5 separate regions of the Sus scrofa genome follow, and regions 2, 3, 4 and 5 are each linked to region 1. Evidence: chromatin contacts called from public HiChIP or PLAC-seq and promoter capture Hi-C data. All regions are on one chromosome and are shown on one strand. The core of a region is the stretch at or near the end of the contact, and the rest is flanking DNA. Distances in the headings are between cores, read along the strand shown. Region 1 overlaps LOC106508664 (a long non-coding RNA gene). Region 2 overlaps TCEANC2 (transcription elongation factor A N-terminal and central domain-containing protein 2). Region 3 overlaps LOC106510717 (a long non-coding RNA gene). Region 4 overlaps TCEANC2 (transcription elongation factor A N-terminal and central domain-containing protein 2). Region 5 holds the start of MRPL37 (39S ribosomal protein L37, mitochondrial).

The links. Promoter capture Hi-C pulls out the DNA fragments that hold promoters and counts their contacts. HiChIP or PLAC-seq counts read pairs in DNA pulled down with a chosen protein or histone mark.
Region 2: an H3K27ac HiChIP or PLAC-seq map of alveolar macrophages shows a contact between it and region 1. The contact joins two enhancer-like sites. A contact is called at or near these places in 4 of 47 Hi-C or Micro-C datasets (blood, embryonic fibroblasts and mesenteric adipose tissue) and 1 of 2 datasets of contacts at active chromatin or transcription factors (alveolar macrophages).
Region 3: a contact with region 1 is called in an H3K27ac HiChIP or PLAC-seq map of alveolar macrophages. The contact joins two enhancer-like sites. A contact is called at or near these places in 15 of 47 Hi-C or Micro-C datasets (alveolar macrophages, embryonic fibroblasts, fetal heart ventricle and 9 more) and 2 of 2 datasets of contacts at active chromatin or transcription factors (alveolar macrophages and skeletal muscle).
Region 4: a contact with region 1 is called in an H3K27ac HiChIP or PLAC-seq map of alveolar macrophages. The contact joins two enhancer-like sites. A contact is called at or near these places in 1 of 5 promoter capture datasets (fetal skeletal muscle), 19 of 47 Hi-C or Micro-C datasets (alveolar macrophages, blood, embryonic fibroblasts and 10 more) and 2 of 2 datasets of contacts at active chromatin or transcription factors (alveolar macrophages and skeletal muscle).
Region 5: a contact with region 1 is called in a promoter capture Hi-C map of liver, with 9 times the contacts expected there. The contact joins the promoter of MRPL37 here to the enhancer-like site in region 1. A contact is called at or near these places in 2 of 5 promoter capture datasets (fetal liver and liver), 3 of 47 Hi-C or Micro-C datasets (embryonic fibroblasts, liver and skeletal muscle) and 2 of 2 datasets of contacts at active chromatin or transcription factors (alveolar macrophages and skeletal muscle).

The regions. Positions count from the first base shown.
Region 1 is chr6:157,842,899-157,846,276 of Sscrofa11.1, forward strand. LOC106508664 (a long non-coding RNA gene) reads right to left here. Exons shown (of 3, transcript XR_002345181.1): 2 at 3,287-3,378; 3 at 2,807-3,054. Among named protein-coding and RNA genes, the nearest start is that of ACOT11, 12 kb to the left of the region's middle. Within about 2 kb of position 1,638, at least 72 of the 83 cell types and tissues checked have an H3K27ac peak or open chromatin away from gene starts, as enhancers often do. A contact at or near this core is called in alveolar macrophages, fetal liver, fetal skeletal muscle and 2 more, where this site is marked.
Region 2 is chr6:158,220,711-158,224,362 of Sscrofa11.1, forward strand. It overlaps TCEANC2 (transcription elongation factor A N-terminal and central domain-containing protein 2), which reads right to left. Exons shown (of 5, transcript XM_005665408.3): 5 at 1-1,395. The coding sequence ends at 1,207. Among named protein-coding and RNA genes, the nearest start is that of TCEANC2, 39 kb to the right of the region's middle. Within about 2 kb of position 1,626, at least 5 of the 83 cell types and tissues checked have an H3K27ac peak or open chromatin away from gene starts, as enhancers often do. A contact at or near this core is called in alveolar macrophages, where this site is marked.
Region 3 is chr6:158,188,621-158,192,000 of Sscrofa11.1, forward strand. LOC106510717 (a long non-coding RNA gene) reads right to left here. Exons shown (of 3, transcript XR_002345187.1): 2 at 1,325-1,462; 3 at 634-744. Among named protein-coding and RNA genes, the nearest start is that of CDCP2, 17 kb to the left of the region's middle. Within about 2 kb of position 1,956, at least 1 of the 83 cell types and tissues checked has an H3K27ac peak or open chromatin away from gene starts, as enhancers often do. A contact at or near this core is called in alveolar macrophages, where this site is marked.
Region 4 is chr6:158,243,237-158,247,066 of Sscrofa11.1, forward strand. It overlaps TCEANC2 (transcription elongation factor A N-terminal and central domain-containing protein 2), which reads right to left. Exons shown (of 5, transcript XM_005665408.3): 3 at 2,786-2,927. Among named protein-coding and RNA genes, the nearest start is that of TCEANC2, 17 kb to the right of the region's middle. Within about 2 kb of position 1,860, at least 8 of the 83 cell types and tissues checked have an H3K27ac peak or open chromatin away from gene starts, as enhancers often do. A contact at or near this core is called in alveolar macrophages, fetal skeletal muscle and skeletal muscle, where this site is marked.
Region 5 is chr6:158,141,369-158,145,011 of Sscrofa11.1, forward strand. MRPL37 (39S ribosomal protein L37, mitochondrial) reads right to left here and starts at 2,161. Exons shown (of 7, transcript XM_021096592.1): 1 at 1,736-2,161. The coding sequence starts at 2,081. LOC100622386 (NADH-cytochrome b5 reductase-like) reads left to right here and starts at 2,229. Exons shown (of 6, transcript XM_021096602.1): 1 at 2,229-2,340.

The DNA.
Region 1 (3,378 bases), core at 388-2,887:
AGGTGAGCTGATGGTTCAGGTCCCCCGAAGTCCCCACAGTTGAGAGAGCTGGATTGAAAGACAAAGTCTTGAGGTCGCCCTCGGCTGCAGAACTGAGCAAGGCCAGCCCGCACTGATCTCTCACCTGTAAAATGCTGTATACTGAGCACTGAGGGATGAAGGAAGACTTTGTGACTCCAAAGAAGGCATAAACCCATCTCTCTGAGCAAACTGCTCCCCTCTCCAGGACTCAGTTTCCCCAACTGCACAAAAGGGGACTAGACCCATTGATCTTCAAGGTGCAGTCCATCACTGGACCCCCACAGCATGCTAAAGTTTTAAATTCTAGAGAAAGCATCCAAACCTCAGCACTGCATCCTCCTGGCCCCCAGAACTGGCGCTTGGAAGGCCTCCTCAGGCCTGTCACCAGGGGATCACTGCCACCCCTGCCCAGGTACCACTGGCTCCGTCCTCCAGGCCCCTCGTCTCCCAGGCTGCAAGGCGCCGGCGATGGCCCCTAGGGGGCAGTGTTGCCCCGAACTTGGGCTGCCGCAGCTGCTACCCCCGCCCCAACCGGCGCCACGAGAATACTTGAGTTCTGGGAATGTTTGACACCCCCCGGCACACAAACCGCCCCCCGCTGCCAGCCCCAGCCCCAGGGGCTCCCGCGCCGCTCGCAGCCCGCCCGGTGCGGACTTGCTGCTGGCTCCCCCACCTCTCTCAGCAGAACACACTTCGCAAGGACAGGGCTTTTATTTTTGTTTTTTCCGCAGGAGTGGGGGGCAGGTATGGTCTCAGGCTGCTCGCGCCGCCGACTAGGAAGTCTCTGTGCTCAGAGAGCCGAGGCAGAAATTGGAGGGGCGAGGGGGCTTGTTTTTCCAACAACCTGTCAGCTGCTTCCCCCGTCACCCCCGTATCCTTTTGATAAGGGGTTGGCGGGCATCCACCCTGCACCTCCGCCCCCAAACCTGTCGCCAGGGTTCTCCCAACCCCTCCAGAAAGCGCCCCAGGACGGAGGGTGGAGGCTGCAGGGTCCGATATTCTCGACCCCCTCCACCAGCCTGGTCTTCCCTAGCTCAAGCCCAGGCCCAGGAGCCTGGACACAGCGGGGGTTTGAGGGGCTGGGTTTAGGGGGTGACTTCTGCTAAGTCCCCCACCCCACCCCCCAGCTGTGAGCAGCAAAGTCAGGGTCTGGAGTGAAGACGGTCAAGGAGAAACGGAGGGAAAACCCCATTCAAGTTTGGTCCAACGGTTTAATGGGGGGGGGAGCAGGAAGGATTTAAAAGCCCCGAACCCACAAAGCAGACTTTTTAAAAAATTATAATTGAAAACATCTCGAAGTAAGGGCCGCCAGGAGCGGGCCAGCTCCCCCCGCCCCATCCCCCTCTTCTGCTCCCCGGAGTCCGATGAAGTCATGATAAGTAGGCTGCAAAAAAAAAGGTGGGGGTGTTCGCTTGGAGGGACGGGGGGCACAGGGGTCCCAGGCTGGGGCCCCGCGCGGACACAGTTTGGATACTATGGTTACGCGATCCGACCCAAACAGCGAAGGCGGACAACAATAGCGGCCGCCAGAGGAGGAAATTCCTTCCGGGGTGGACGGCGCGGGGGGAGGGGCGCCTGGCTGGAACGCCGAGGCGGCGGCTCGGCCAATCAGCGCGCGGCCGCCGGCGGTTTCAAGGTGCCCCGCGCCGCGCGCCACCCTCCCCCCCGCCCCCCGCGCGCTCCGCTCGGGCGCTGGAATTGCTGAGACGTTTCCCTGCACGCGCCCGGGTAACCCTGCGGGGGCTGCTGCCCAGGCCGACCCCTCCCCAGCCCTTCCCCCCGCCCCCCCTCCTGGAGCCCACCGCCCCGGGAAGGCTGAGCGTTCCGCTGCCTGAGTTGCTTGCACTTGAGGGAGGTGGGGGGGAGAAAATCCCTCCAAACTACCTCTTTCTGTGGGGTTGGTTCCTGCACAAGCCTGTTTTCTATTTTAAAGCATGTCTCAAGAAAAAATGAGAGAGGAGAGAGAGAGAGAGAACGGCGAAAGCGAAGGTCCACCCCAGCTCCAGCCCGGGAGGCTCTGACCCCTGCCTGCCTGGCTGCGGGGGCTGTTATATAATAAGTTGGGTTATTGATATTGGCGGCCCTGGCCGGGCATCTGGCATGCAGAGGTCCAAGGGCAGAGCTGGCGCTGGAGCTGGCGTTTAGAAACCACCCCCCTCCGCTCACGGTTACCTGCTTTATAATGGACCGGAGGAACCAGGGTCTCCCCCCACCCCAGCCGGCGGTCTGGGTTATTTACGTGGTGGCCATGGCGTGACCGTGCCGCCTCCCCCCCACCTACCAGGGGGTCTGTGCCCAAGTCCCCCCCTCTTTAGAAGCCTCAGATTGGCTCCCAACCCTTTTGCCCCGCGGCCAGGCCCTCCACGATGCCTCCTCTTCTGCCAACTGCCCAAAGCCGGCATCCAGTGCACTGCCGAGCACCGAACTGGTCCCGGTCCTTTTTTTAAGCTGAACCGGGTTTCTGCTCTCTGATGCCTCCTGAGCTCGGAGCACCAGTTGGATAAGGAGTAGGCAGATGCTTCTTATTCATTCCATACTGAGAGATTCACTTCCCTGGAAGGCTCCAACGCTCAAAAAGTATTTGCCTTCCTCTCCCACTCTTTCTCTCCCTCTCTTCATATATAATGGGGATAGCCCTCATTCTCCAGTTCCTCGTGTGTCTCTTTATAAATAAATAATGAGATTTTATTAATTATGCACGTATAGTGTCTGCAAGCAGATTGCTCTGTCTCTTGATGCTTAATATTTTTTTAAAAAAAGGAAGAAAAACCCTCCATACTGAAGCTGGGTTTTTGTTGTTTTTTTATTCCCTGCAAGCAAACAAAACTTCAAGGGGCCATGCGCCCTCCAAGGGGGGGAGAGGAAGGCAGAAGTTGGGGGTAAGAAGGAGGGATTAAAGGGGGTTCTCTGCAGATTTTCCAGGCAGCTGAAGGCAAATTTCAAGTAGCCTGCTTCGTGTTTTGCGACTGAGCTGCTGGTCTGAAAACATACCAAGGTTCGCTTGGGCGTTTGTGTGCAAGGCGGGATGGGCAGCTGTTAATAGTAAACAGGAAACCAGTGAGAAGAGAGCTGGCTGCAGCCCAGTCCCTCTCTCGATTCCGTGCCCCTCCTCGGAGCCCCCGAACCCCAGAGCTTTCAAAACACACTTGGTTTCTGGGCACGTGTGTACCTCACCTATTTCCTGGGCGCCCGACACAATTTCTGGCACATGGTTAGGGCTCAGCAGATATTTGCACGTTGAGCAAATGGAGTGTGGAATACGTACCCAGGGTGGGGGGATGGTTGCACAGTGGCCAGGGCCTAGATCTTGGGGCCCCAGGCCTTGCAGGCCTAGGCGTTGGGGCTTCGGGCCTCAGA
Region 2 (3,652 bases), core at 376-2,875, 380 kb after region 1:
TTCTTTGGGCTTGCTATCTCCCTCAAATTCCTGTTCAATTATTCTTTATTTTCTCCAACTATATTCTTTCTCAAACCTAAACACTTTCCAATGAACAAGTCATACCTTGTTAGGGGGGAAAAGTCCCAGTTACTTATTACCTAAAAAAAAAAACAAACATCAAGAGTTCCCAAAGTGGCCCAGCGGTAACAAACCTGACAAGTATCCATGAGGACATGAGTTCAATTCCTGGCCTTGCTCAGTGGGTTGATGATCTGGCATTGCCGTGAGCTGCAGTGTAGGTCACAAACGCCGCTTGGATCTGGCGTCTGCCGGCAGCTGCAGCTCCAATTCAGCCCCTGGCCTGGGAAGTTCCATATGCCGCAGGTGCAGCCCTGGAATGGAAACAGAACAAACAAACAAACAAAAGCAAGTATCATTTACGTAATTGTTCAAGCAAGTCTATGTAGAGGTATTTCATTTTAAAGCACACACATATACAATTTTTCTCCTACAGGAATTCATTTCAAAAGAAATTTCATCATGTATCTTCTGCAGAACCTTAAACCGAGAGCTGACATATTCAAATAAACCTCAAGGTGTGGGGATGCTTCAGGCCAGTTCCTCATTAGAAGCCTCAGCATGGGGGCTCCGGAGCCCAACACAGAAGGTCTTCCAGGGAGAGCTGAAACGTTCAGATAAGTGAGTTCTGGAAAGAAGGGGTGGTTGGCGGGCTCTGGCAGGCTCACCCCTGGGGTAGAGCAAAGAGAACAGACGGGGGAGTTCTGAGAGGCACTGGCGCTATCTAAACTCAGGGGGACGGAACCGAGTGAGCAGCAGCGGTAATTGAGTTTCAGTTACCTGCAGGGTGGCGAAATAAAGTAGGAACTTCATCTGCCTGACACGGGGGACATTTAGAGGTGTCCTTGGCATATTCACAGTGAAATCTGTCACCCTTTCACTGTGCTGGGTGATGGCAACCGTGCCGCGCTTCCTAGTGACAACCAGCGCACATCCTGTCAGGCAGCCCCAGCGCACTACAGCTAATGAAGCGCTTCCTGCGGCCTGTCTCCCAGGGCTCTCTGCATCCTCTGTCTGGAACATGGCACCACGGGAAAATTTAGCACAGCCAGCAACAGCCATCGCCCAAACTCAAAAGAATCTTTGAATGGCAGAGAGAGGCCCATTTTCCTTTCTGCCCAGCCCAGGGGTGGAACCGTCCTCGGGTCACTTTTTGTGGGTCTGTACAAACGTGCCGACTGGCAGCGTGCCGTTCTTCACCTGAGCCCGGATTTCAGCTTGATGCTTTAATGTGAAGACCAGGGCTCTCACCGTCCGCCGGTACGGCCCATTAATGAGGCGGGAGCAGAGATGAAACGTTTCCCGTTCAATATTTTCAACCAGTAGGTGATCCATCTAAAAAAAACAGCAAAATTATCAAATTAGGGCCTTGCATTGCATAAGGATTAAAAGTGAGAGAGGCTGGAGCACTTTGCTCAGAGGCCTCCATTAATCAACTGAAATTCAAGGACATCTACTTCCTGTCACCAGAGAAACAGGAAGAGCAAATTAATTCCACCCTGGCAATTAAGGAACAAGGCCATGTGCTTTGTGACAGGGACCTCATTCACAACCCCTGCCGGGTGGTAATATTTGCCATTATAACAGGAAACTGGCTTGAACCAAGCAATGGGTTCTGGGCCCTGTACTCTACCAACCAGGAAACGAAGACTGAGGATAATAAATCAGTATAACATTTATACTTTTCTGTTTGTTTGTTTTTCAAGTGCCTTTTAACCCTTTAGCAGCATTTTAGAAACAATGGGTCTAGATCCTGATATGTGTGTAAAACAGTTTATAAATCACTTTTCATATTTAATGCCCACAACTCCTATGATCTCATTTTACAGATGAGGAAACAGGTTGAAAGATAAAGAAATGCTTGCGATTCTTACAACTATTAAGAGGCAGAGTTAGGGGCTCTGACCCGGAGCCCCCAACTCCAACATTCATGTGTCTTCCTTTTTACCACCCTCACTGTTCCCTTCACGTTCTGAGATCAGTTGGATTTGGAGAGACTTCTGCAGAGTCACCTAAGCAGAACGGGCCTAGAGGATGGGCGCTGTGGCAGTCTGGCGGTGTTCTGGCTCAGGCCCAACCCTCTTGAAGTCACAGGCCAAATCAAAGCAGGACAGGTCTGGGGCTTTGTCCACATGCTCTGGATCCAGGCCAGACTGGGATGCTGGTCTGGGACCCCCTCACTTCCTTTCCAGGCGCACCACTCACTATTGGCCTCCCAGGTCCTGTTCCTCACCCAGCCTGAGCAAGCTCAGCTGCTTTCACACACCTCTACGCCTCTCGACAGGTTCATGTTCCCTTGCAAGGCACACTTGCCCTTGAAAACACACTCCTATTTGTAGCTCAAAGATTAGCTAAAAAACAAAAAGTAGAGAGTTGTGGCTCAGCAGATGAAGAACCTTACCACAATCCATGACGATACGGGTTTGATCCCCCACCTTGCTCAGTGGGTTAAGGACCCAGCATAGGTCACAGATATGGCTTGGATCTGGCATTGCTGTGGCTGTGGCACAGGCCTGCAGCTGCAGCTCCGATTCGACCCCTAGCCTGGGTACGTCCATATGCCTTGGGTGCAGTTGTCAAAAAAGAAAACAACAAAAAAAAGCAAAAAAAGCAAATCCTAGTTCAAAGGACTGAAAGTTCTTCTTGAGGCTGCCACAATGTCCTGAGCTTTCCTTAGTCATTTCATAATATAATGACAGATTTCTTGAGTCTGTTTTCCTTAAGAGTGAGTTCCTTGAAAATAAATTTTACTCACTTCCTTTTTTTGCTTCACTCCTTCCCTCCCTACCCTACCACATAGTCAAATACTCATTTAGCAACTACTACGTACTTGGGCTGAGGAAAGGGCAGTGAGCAAGGTTGACACAACTCTTGGCTCCATAAGGAGCACAGACCAGCTGCAGACAGCCAGTGAACCCACTGTGAGTGTACTGAGTGCTGCTAGGAAAGGGGACAGAAGCGAGTGCGGGGGAGCAGAACTACTGCACAGGGACCCAACCCAGGAGGACAGCGCCTGGACTCGAGAGGAAAGGACGTTTGACATGAATCTGCAGAATGAGTAGGAGGTGGCCAGGTGAAGGAGGCACTTACTTGGTGATAAACTCAGTGAGCTGTACGTTTATCTTTTGTGTGTTTATATTTATATATATATATATATATATTGGGGGGGGTCCTTTTAGAGCCACACCCTTAGCATGTGGAGGTTCCCAGACTAGGCATCAAATCAGAGCTATAGCCACAGGCCTACACCACAACCACAGCAACACCAAATACATGCCATGTCTGTGACCTACACCACAGTTCACTACAACGCTGGATCCTTAACCCACTGAGTGAGGCCAGGGATCGAACATGAATCCTCATGGATCCTAGTCAGATTCATTTCCACTGAGCCACAATGGTGGGGAACGCCCTACACTTATATTTTAAAAAAGTTTACGAAACAAGTACACCAAGATAGAAGAAAGGATCCTCTGACATTTGATAAAGCGTCCTAACAAAAGACAGACCAAAAGACCAAAACAAAGAGAAAAAAGAAATGTGGGAGGAATGAGGAGCAAGGAGCGGAACAGGACTGAGAGGAAAAGAACAC
Region 3 (3,380 bases), core at 706-3,205, 350 kb after region 1:
ACAGGCAGGCCCACGCTGTGCTCAGGAGTGAGGCTGGAGGCCGAGAACTAGTGTCTCTTTCATGCTGGCATTTTCCCTTCAATAGATCGTGATCCTTGACTGAAAAGCTGATTGAAGTCCCTTGTGTCTTTGTCCTCACCCCTGATGTCAAGCTCAGATCCCCAGCCCATCCTCCTCCTCTTTGGAGCCATCTGGACCTTCTCCTGCCATTGGACTTCACTCAGAGCTACTCCGATCTACTCAGAACTACTCCAGGCCACCCGTATTTTTCTAAGTTTACATCACAGTGAGCAGGGGTTGGCTCCCCAATGCTTCCCTGTGAGAAGACTTCTGCATCCTTATGCAAATTGGTCCAGCCCTCCCCAGAGCCCTATATATCAAGAAGTGGAGCAATCTTGTTAATGAAAAATAAACAAAAATATATTTATAATACATCACTTTCCCCTGTTCACCTTTATATTTGCATAATGAATCACTCAAGTGAGTCCTTTCATAATAGAAGTCTCCAAATTGGCTGTGCCAGCCACTGGCATCAATTTTAAAAAATGCAGTTCAATTACAGTTCCTTAAACAATCCAGCAAACATCCACAGATTTCCAGCCTTGTACTTACTGCTGTGACAGGTGCCAGACACCCAGAGCTGAGCTGATCAAAGGCGATTCCTGACTTCACGATGCTTACAGTCAAGTGTCAGCAAATCAGGGCCAGGGGTGCAGAGGAGCTGGTAACTCACGGAGAAAAGAGCTAGAGAGAAAAGAGCCCATAAAGCAAGAAATGAATCAAGCAAGGAGGAAAGGGTAGCCTGGACATTGGGAGAACCAGATTCGACTCCACACTCTTTTTTAAATGAGTCTGAGCGAGCCGCTTTGATTCTATGAGCCTTGGTATCCCATCCCCACCTGCAGAAGGGAACCACACCTTGCTGAGGGTGTAGCGACATGATGCTTTAAAGGTCTGTCAGGGTAACATGCCAGCAGGAGATGCTGGGGTGTCTGGGGCAGGGGCCCCAGCCTCTTTCTCTGCCAGCTACCTTCTCACTCTCAGACTCTTCCAGCCACGGAGCCAGCCTGAGTTGCGAAGCCTCACAGATTTCCCAGGTCTCAATTTCCATGTCTGGGCAGGACTAGACACACACCATACACTCTCTAGGATGCCCATGGGTTTCTGCCCTCCAGGGCCCATGGGCTGGGTTTTGGGTTGACCGCTGGACCTAAGCTTACACTATCCTTGTCAACTTCTCAGAATGGGGGGACAACAGCCCAGCCTGTGGCAGGGCTGAGTGTGTGACTGTGTGTGCACACAAAGCTGGGCTCCTTGGCCTCACCCTCAGCAGCTGGTCTTCTTCAAGGGCCCTGGCACCAAGGTCCGGGCTGAGGTTCTGCAGGCAGACCACTCCTGGTCCATCTCGGGCTCCAATGTTTGCTAGCTGCGTGACCTTGGGTAGACACCTCAGCCTTCTCACCTGCAAAGTCAGGATAATAATAACACATACTTCATCTCTCTGTTGTGAGGATTAAATGAGATGATGGATGACAGTGCCCATCCATGGAAGGAGTCAACGAAACTCACTTATCCTTGACCCATGAGTCAGTGGTAATACGCAAAAGCTCTGGCCTAGAAACCCAAGTTCTAGGCCCAGCTTTGCTGCTGACTTGCTGTGTGACCTTGAGGGAGCCCATTCCCCTCTCTGGCCTCAGGGTTCCTATTTTCAAATCATGGCAAGCATCACTATCACCCCCAGCACTGTCGTCGCTGTCACAGCTACTATTCCTAAGCACGCCTATGGGGCAGGGGTTTAAGATGTGTCATCTCACTTAAGCCACCTTGTGAGGCAGACATAATTGCCCCCATTTCACAGATGAGGAAACTGAGGTTTGGAAAGGGGAAGTTCTGTGCCCAAGGTCACATGGCTAGGACGTGTTGAAACTAGGCTGAGGGAGACAGTACTTCCCTGAGTTAGGGGACTATGCAGCAAGCTGGGGCCTCTTGGGACACTTAGCCGATGCTCTCAGACACAAGGGCTGAGTCTGGCTGGGAAGGACTGAATGGCAAGGAGAGCGAGGGCGGTTTTATCTTCATGAACGGGCCTCAGTACTGCCATTCCCAGCCCTCCGGGCAGCCGGCACGTTGATTACCCTGCATGAGTCGCAGGAAATGACAGTCTTTATGCCGCACAATGTCTCTAGAAATGAAGGGGCTGAGATGATACCCATTAGCCCATGTGCCCTGGCCCTGGAAGTGTTGGGCGCCAGGTGGGGATGGGGCACGGCAAAGCTCTCCTGCCCCGCTACCATCTGCTCTTTTCAGAGGGCAGGGGGCTGTGGAAAGAGCGCAGCTCAGACCCCCAGCTCCATCCTTACTGGCTGCGTGGCCTGGAGCTTTGGGTCCTCCTGCCAGTCTGTCCCTGTAGTGCCAATATTACTACTGAGGAAGCCCGCGGCCAATGTTTGTGCTGGTCCTGGGAAAACTTCTAGCCAGCAGGTCAGGCAGACCTGGGTTCATTCCTTTCTCTGACTCCATGTGACCTTGGGCGGGTGGCTTAACCTCTCTGAGGGTCAGTTTCCTCCTGTGTGGACCAGGGGTAGAAAGACCCCAGCCCCCCCCTGCCCCGCCCCAGCTCGTGAGGTCGCCGTGAGGACTGAGGAAACAAGGGAGCGAGCCCCACTCAGGGCCTCCTCCAGGACTGTTCAGGGGGGTTGCTGGCAGGCCCAGGCCCGGGCAGGCGCTTCCCTGAGGATTTTCCCCATCCCAGAGCTGAAGGGCCTTACAAGATAGCAAGTCCCTGCTCACTCCTAGGAGTCACCCTGAGCCCAATCTGCTCTGGCCTCCTGGCTTCCCTGCTGTTCTTCAGTGAACCAAGATCATTCCCACCCCCAGCCTTGCTAGCTCCTGGTCCCTCTGTGTGCAATGTCCTGGCACCAGGGCACTGCCTGGTGTGGCTCCCGCACATGCTTCTTTGCCCACTGCCCCACCCCCATCACAAGTCTAAAACTGAGCCCCTACACCTGTCACTTTGTACCCCTCTGGATACCTTTTTTTTTTTTTTAATTTTTTTTAGGGCCGCACCTGCGGCATATGGAGGTTCCCAGGCTAGAGGTCTAATTGGAGCTGCAGCTGCCGGCCTACACCACAGCCACAGCAACACTGGATCCGAGCCATGTCTGCGACCACAGCTCACAGCAATGCTGGATCCTTAACCCACTGAGCGAGGCCAGGGATCGAACCTGAGTCCTCATGGATACTAGCTGGGTTCGTGATCGCTGAGCCACAGCGGGAACTCCTGTACCCCTCTGAAACGGTGTGGGGGTGTGCTTGCTTTTTCCCCTTTACGCGCATTTCCCCTCCACAATGCCAGCTCCAAGAAGGCTGTCTTCCCCTTG
Region 4 (3,830 bases), core at 610-3,109, 400 kb after region 1:
TCTAGCATACTTTTAATTATAGAATCCCAGAACAAATGACTAGAGAGAATGAAAGAGAGGTGTGCTTTTGAAGAGATAATGGTTGTAAAACTTCTGTAAATGAACATATATCTGCAGTTCCAGAAGGTAGAATATATCTAGGTTAAAAAAAAAAGAAATACATGTGCGATAGCCAGGCTACAAGACAGCCCGCACTGAGCCTCACCTCTTGGTATTCATAACCTGTGTGCAGTTGTCTCCCAGACGGTACCCAGGTTGGTCTGCGTGATCAATAGAACATAACAGAAGTGAGAGTATGTCACTTTCAAGATTAGGTGGTAAAGAAGACACTATGGCTTCCATCTTGGTTGTTCTCTTGGATCACTTATTCTGGGGAAAGTCAGCCAACCCGTCCTGAGCAGCCCAAGGGAGAGGCCCAGGTGATAAGAAACTGAGACCTCCTACCAGCAATTTCACAAATGAGCCATTATGAGCAGATCTCCAAGCCCTGGCTAAGCTTTCAGATGACTAGAGCCCAAGCCAACAGCTTGACTATAACCTCTTAAGAGACCATGAGCCAGAAGCACCCAAACAAGCAGCTCCCAGATTCCTGACTCTCAGTAAACCTGTGTAAGATAAGAAATACTTCAGCTGCTAAATTTGAGGATAATTTTTACACAGAGACAGGTAACCAATACACATGCTAAGACCAAACAGTTTCAAATGGCTTACAAAGAGCCTTCTCCAACTGGTCCAGACTCTCTCTCCAGCATACTACATTTCGAATACACCACGATTCTTTTAGTTTCTGCAGTGCACCATGTTCTCTCCCACCCCCAGCCCTCTGTTCAACTCTCATGATGTAACCCTGCCTGATACATTCTTTAACATCTCTCTACTCCCAACACTTATCCTCCTCGGACTAACTTCTCCCCATCATCAGAGCACTCATCACATTGTGTGAAAAAGTCTTGTTAAACTGCCTGTCCTTCCATTAGACTGCAGGCTCCCAAAAGGTGAGGATAATACCTTTCTCCTTCATTATTACACCAGCATAGTTCTTAGCGCAAAGAAGGTACCAATAGATATCTGTCCCTTATAACCCACAGGATAGGAACAGACAAGAGGCTAAAGGCGGAAGAATATAAATATTCTCAGGCAATGATCCAAATGAATCTTTAGCGTAGCAACTGATGTAACTACAAAGGAACCAAGGACTTCTTATATTCCATACAACTCAGGTTTGCGCCAGGTTTAGGGTAGGGTCAAGATTCAAAAGTTGGATGGTTTCCAGCTCTTAAGCCATACCCCTTTGTTGTGGTTTCATTATGATTCTTGAATAGAAATCTCTGAACATGAGACACACCCATTCTTGAAAGAACACTCCAATTGTATGCCAAGGACAAAAAGAAAAGATTTTTTTTAAAGTATCATCTGCTCTATATTTGTAGGACAAGTTCAGCCTATTATGTTGATATTTAAGATGTGATTTTAAGTGGTATTTACAGTGTGCCTAAATATGAACATGTACATACACATATGTACGTGTATACATGTCATAAAATATTAACCACTACTTCCCTCTACTGGTGGAAATACCTTATCTGCTCAAATGAATGGTCTTATTGCCCTCTAGTGACCACAACCTATAAAGAGAAAATCCAGCAGCAGATGGGAGAATCTCCTTGGCCATAATGATAGGGTTTTATGTTCTTTAAGATCCAATTTCCTCAGATTCTGGTTTATATTACAGGGGTGCAACTCTCAAGACTCTTGGCGGGGGGCCCCCAGGGGGATTTCACACAGCTCACACCAGCTGTTAGTGCCAGGCTGAAGCTGCTCTCTCTCCTGCTTCTCATGAACAAGAGGTCAAGGGGAGGCAGAGAAGGCAATGGCTGCACTGGTGAGGGCAAGAACAGCAGCTGTGAAGGCCGACCCTGGACTCCCTGGGGACTTAGGAGCAGCTTGAGGAACACATGTTGGCCCTCCCTCGCGTATTATTCACAGTTGTGTACTGTACTAAAGTGGTAATTCAACGTAGTTCCTGGCTTACCTCTTAAAATAGCTCCAATGCTGCAATAAATGATGTGGCAGCAAATGCTGCTATCATTTTGTTTTTATAAACCATGCTTCGGATGTTATTTCTACTCAAGACTGAAAAGCCAAGATTTAACTGAAATGTCACCTCTGCTTATGGAGCCTTTTCTGAATTCCCCAGACAGAAGTGACTGCTCTGTCCTCTGTGCCAGCATATACCTTGTTCAGATCAGAATGGTACTGTGGACATAATCTATATGTTTTTGGTTTGTTTTTTTTTTTAATAGCCTACACTAGTTTACTACTCTCATTTGTCTACATGCTTGTTTATCCACCAAACCCCAGGGATCTTGAGGTCACGAGTCATGTCTTCTTCATTTTTGCACGCTAAGCATCAAGCACACCCAAAATGTTATCCACAGATCATGCCAGTTACCAGTCCAAGCAGTAAGTATGGAAACTGAAGTAAACATTTAGGAATTTTTATAGCAGTTTAACAAAGTAATTCTACATCTATTGAATCTGATTTTTTTCTTAGAAGTTGGGCTTGTATTTCGCATATTTTAATTTCCCTTTCCTGGTAATTTTTATTTTATTATAAGAGTATTAGTCTGCAACCAATGGAGAATTTTTTAAAACAGTGGTCCCTCACCACAGATAGTTTGAGAAGCACTGATAAGATGGACAACTTAATGTTTGAGGGAGGGAGGAAAGGAGAAGGAAAGAAACAAAATATAAGCACATCTCGTGAAGTTCAGAAGGAACATACCAATCCTTGTTGATTTTAACACTTCCCTGGACGGTATTTTCTTCTTTAATTCTCGTAAGACTTCAACTAGATTCTCTTTGGTTTGATCAGGAAGCTCCAACATAGTTTTCCATCTTTTTATGTCTTCTATGACCACAACTCTCTGGGAAAAAGAAAAGTCATTTGGAAAATGGAACATTTTCATTAGAAAGATATCTGCCTTCACCTGAGCTAATGGGGCTCCTATTGATATATGAATTATTGATTATGACCTGAACCAAAGCATAGTATGTGTGATGGCCCCAAATGATGGGTAATTGCTTAAAAGCAGCTCCTGCTTACGGCAAATCAGGAAGAGAGTTACATTTATTAGGAAAGTGCAAGTTTTAATCTTACCGTGTCAGACACCACCGGGCACTTAGCACTGAGAGGCAGTAAGGAGGGAAAAGGAAAAACGATGCCGCGGTGGATCAACCCCATGGCTCACTTAAGTGTCTTAATTCATAGGCAAGGACAGAGAGCAGAGAAGTCATAAAGACATATTTATTTCAACAATAAAAAGCACACACTTCAACAACTCCTCACTTCCTGGATGATAAAATTCAAACCCTTTTTTGTTTAAAGAATTTTTTAAAACTTCAAACACACGAAAAGGTAGAGTGGGAGTTCCCATTGTGGTTCGGTGGAATCGAATCTGACTAGTATCCATAAGGACGTGGGTTTGATCCCTGGACTCGCTCAGTGGGTTAAGGATCCGGCATTGCTGTGAGCTGTGGTGTAGGTCGCAGGTGTGGCTCGGCTCTGGTGTTGCTGGTAGCTGTGGTGTAGGCCGGCAGCTACAACCCCAATTCAACCCCTAGCCTGGGAACCTCCATATGCCATGGGTGTGGCCCTTAAAAAGAAAAAATAAACAAAAAATAAAAAGGTAGAGTAACTCACTACTTACAATGAAAACAAAGTTAACATCTTGCCATTTCACATAAAACAATAAAATACTGTAAAGTATCTTTTGTTTGTTTGTTTTTCGTCTTTTTAGGGCTGCACCCACAGCATATAGACGTTCCCA
Region 5 (3,643 bases), core at 911-3,410, 300 kb after region 1:
TCAGGTAAATTGAGTTTTAGTCCCAATGCTGCCACTGTTTCTTAAAACTTGAGAAGTGGATAAAATATTAAGGTTTTATATATGAATAACATGCAACAGAGCTGCCATTTACTCAACATTACCATCTAACCTGTGCCAGGAGCTTTACCTACAAGTTGGATGGGATTTTATAGAATGGAGGATGAAACCCGAGAGAGACTAAGGGATTTGTTTCGAGGCCCAAACCTCTTAAGTGATGGGGCTAGGAGGAGAGCCCGAGTGTCTACATTAAAGCCCACGATCTCTCCATTATCCCAATCTGCTTCTCTAGCCCTGTGTCTTGCAAAGTTTTATTACAGACTTTACTGAACCTCTCTGCATATGGTAAAAGCACAGGGTATGTTTTCAGCCTGAACAAGTTAATTTAACTCCTAAAATGCAACTATGGCAATTCATCTACCTGGTAATGTTACCAGGGTCACTCAAGGATGACAACTCTTGTGAGGTCCCTCTCAGCACTCTGTATGGACAGTGAAAGGGTTTAAAGGCTGCAAGCCCAGCTTTCAGGAAAGGGTTTGGGCAGCTTTAAGAGGCTGGCTGGTTGACTCAAGTGTTTTTCAAACCTAGGATTTATTCGCTGGCTTAGTCCCCAAATTCTGACAGGTCTCTTTCTTTCTTAATTACTCATTGGAAAATTCTGCTCCCACTTACCTGGACCATTTTGTGTTTTCAGGCCAAGCCCTAACCCTATCCTGATTTAGGGACTAAGGAAGAATAAGGAGAAAAATCAGTAAAGGGTCTCTCAATAAACAAGCCCCCCCATACAATGAAACAATTTCTGCTACTGCCATAGACATACAGATAGTTTTGGCTCAAGTTATTTCGAGCTGTTCTTATTCCTAGTAGGAATAAAGGAGAAGGGAACTAGACAGCTTTTAGGTCTGGATCCTTTCCTTGAAAAACATCTCAGCTCTGACCTTTGACAAGAGACACTGACCTGGTGTAGGCCTGGCTTCACTAGTAACCCACAGCACAGCTGTGAGCAAGTCACATCCCCTCTGTCACAATTACCAATCCTGTGAAAAAAGGAGATAGGCCTGCAGATTAAGCACTCTTTCTGTCGTCTCTTTGCACTATAATTCCCCTCTAGTCCTTTTTCGGGTCACACCTGTGGCATACGGAAGTCACCAGGCTAGGGGTGTAATCAGAGCTGCAGCAATGCCACAGCAAAGCGGGATCTGAGCCACATCTGCGACCTACATCAGATTCTTAACCCACTGAGCGACGCCAGAGATCGAACCTGCATCCTCACAGATACTCATCGGGTTCCTAACCTACTGAGCCACAAGGGGAGCTCCCTCCCATCTAGTTCTTAAACATAGTTACATCTGGAGGGTGTCAAGAGCTCAGCCAATGTGCTCCACCTAGTCAAAAACAACTCATGCCACAGGAAATGGAGGCTTAGGAAGCTTCAGCCACTTGACCAAAATCACAGAGAGGGAGAGGCAAGGCTAAGCCTAGAAACCAGTTATTTTCACTTGGCCACTAAAATTCTTAATACTCTCTCACACATGCTGCTCTTTTCGTCCCACTTAATCTTGACAACTTCAGGAGATGGGAATCAATGTCGGGCGCCTTTCACAGACGAAGAACCTGAGGCCCACAGAGTTTCAATGTCCTGCCCAAGGCCACAGAAAATTGAGGTCTGTGCTGAGTGGAGGAACAAGGCCCCTTCCCGCCCGTGCTGGGGCCTCACCCTCGAGGAGACGGCAACGCTGGTGAAAGACGTAGCACGCCTGGTCCTTGTACAGCGGGTGCTCGTGAAGCGGGGGCAAACGGCGGAACTTTGGGTGCGTCCAGCCGGGGTCCCAGGGAGGGAAGACTGGCCGCGCCAGCCCGGGCATGAAGTGCATTTTCCCCGCGTAGGTGATGGGCTCCAGTCCTGGGATCTCGTACACTCTGTCCAGGGGAGGAGGCTCGGGTTTCCGCGTGGAGCGCACACCCCACTCGTACGCCCCGCGTCTCGGGGCCCCGCAGCCCCCAAGGCCGAGCCGGCCGAGGCGAGCCAGCGCCCGCCTTGCGGGCCCAGACGCCAACGCCATACCCAGCGGATCTTCTCAAAGCCTCCACCTGGACGCCACCATCTTCCCGAGCGCAAGGCCTGCTGGGAACGAAATGGGCTGAACGCCAAGGCTCCGTTTATGAGTGGCAGCGGCTTTAACCAATCACAATCAGGGCATCTTTGTCTTGCCCCACCCCCCAGACCTTCTTCCTTTCCCGCAGGTGGAACCCTGCCCGCTTCGCCGCGGGCGGGGGGGGAACCTGCATGATCCTCACCTGAGGGGAATCGCTGGAGGGTAGGTGAGTGGTTGTGATGGGGGCTGGGACGGGACTAGGAGAAGAGCTCCAGGACCTCAAACTCGAACTCAGGACAACCTTGATCTCTTACGGCAGTTGGAGTTTGGGCAGGGTACGTCCTTCTGAGCCTTAAAGTCCCTCGCTGTAAAAATAGTGATAGAAGTGCCTAAACTAGCGCAGCTGCGCAGCGTCCCGCACGTGGTGGGTTTCCTTTCCTCTCAACCACTTCTCACGATAAGCTTGAGCGTGGTCCTTGCACCGACCGCTTGTACTGCTCGCCTCCTCCCCAGCGCTGAAAGTGAGTTCCTTTCCTCCTCTTTCCTTGGAATTTCCTTTTGCGCCTCCTAGAAGCAGGATCAGAGGTACACCTGGAGGTGTACCCTGCTCTTTGAGCAACACGTGTTTATCAAATGACAAACTCTCAGGCACTGCTGAGCACCAGGTTTGCACTGGTGAATGAAACAGATGTGACGTAGACCTTATAGGTTAGTAGGCGATACAGACAGACAGCAAGTAAATAAATAGCAATTACAACACACACACTTCTTACCCCGTTTCCCTAGTTATTTTTCTCTTTCGCATTTAACACTAACGTGCCATGTTTTCCATTTTGATCTTGTGTAATGACTCTCCCACTAGAATATAAGCTCCATGAGTGCGCGGGTTTCAGATTCTTCACTGAAGCCTGCCTGTAGATCAGCGTCTGCCACAGACTCAATATGTGTTTAATGAATGAATAAATAATAATATGTGATTAATCAATAAGGTATTATTAATAATAAACATAGTACCTGCTAGAGAATGAGAAGGGGAAGGTTCAGCAGAGCTCAGAGAAGGTGACCTTGAAGCAGGGCCTGAGGGTGAGGAGCATCATCGCAGCAGAGGCAACAGCAGATGTCAGCGCCTGGCTTCTTACACTGAAAAGGCAGAAGGCTGAGAGAAGGCTTGTCTTTGAGAGGAAGCTGGACCTTTAAAATTCATGATTGACATGGCCAACTTCTCTACTAATTTCCAAACAGCCAGGGAAAGTGAGATTAGTAAAACATGGAGAAGATAAATTTAAGGCTGAGATGGATAAATAACCGCCTTGGAGTTCCCGTCATGGCTCAGTGGTTAACGAATCCGACTAGGAACCATGAGGTTGCAGGTTCGATCCCTGGCCTCACTCTGTGGGTTAAGGATCCGGTGTTGTGGTGAGCTGTGGTGTAGGTCACAGACGCGGCTTGGATCCTGCGTTGCTGTGGCTCTGGCTTAGGCTGGTGGCTACAGCTCCGATTCGACCCCTAGCCTGGGGATCCTCCATATG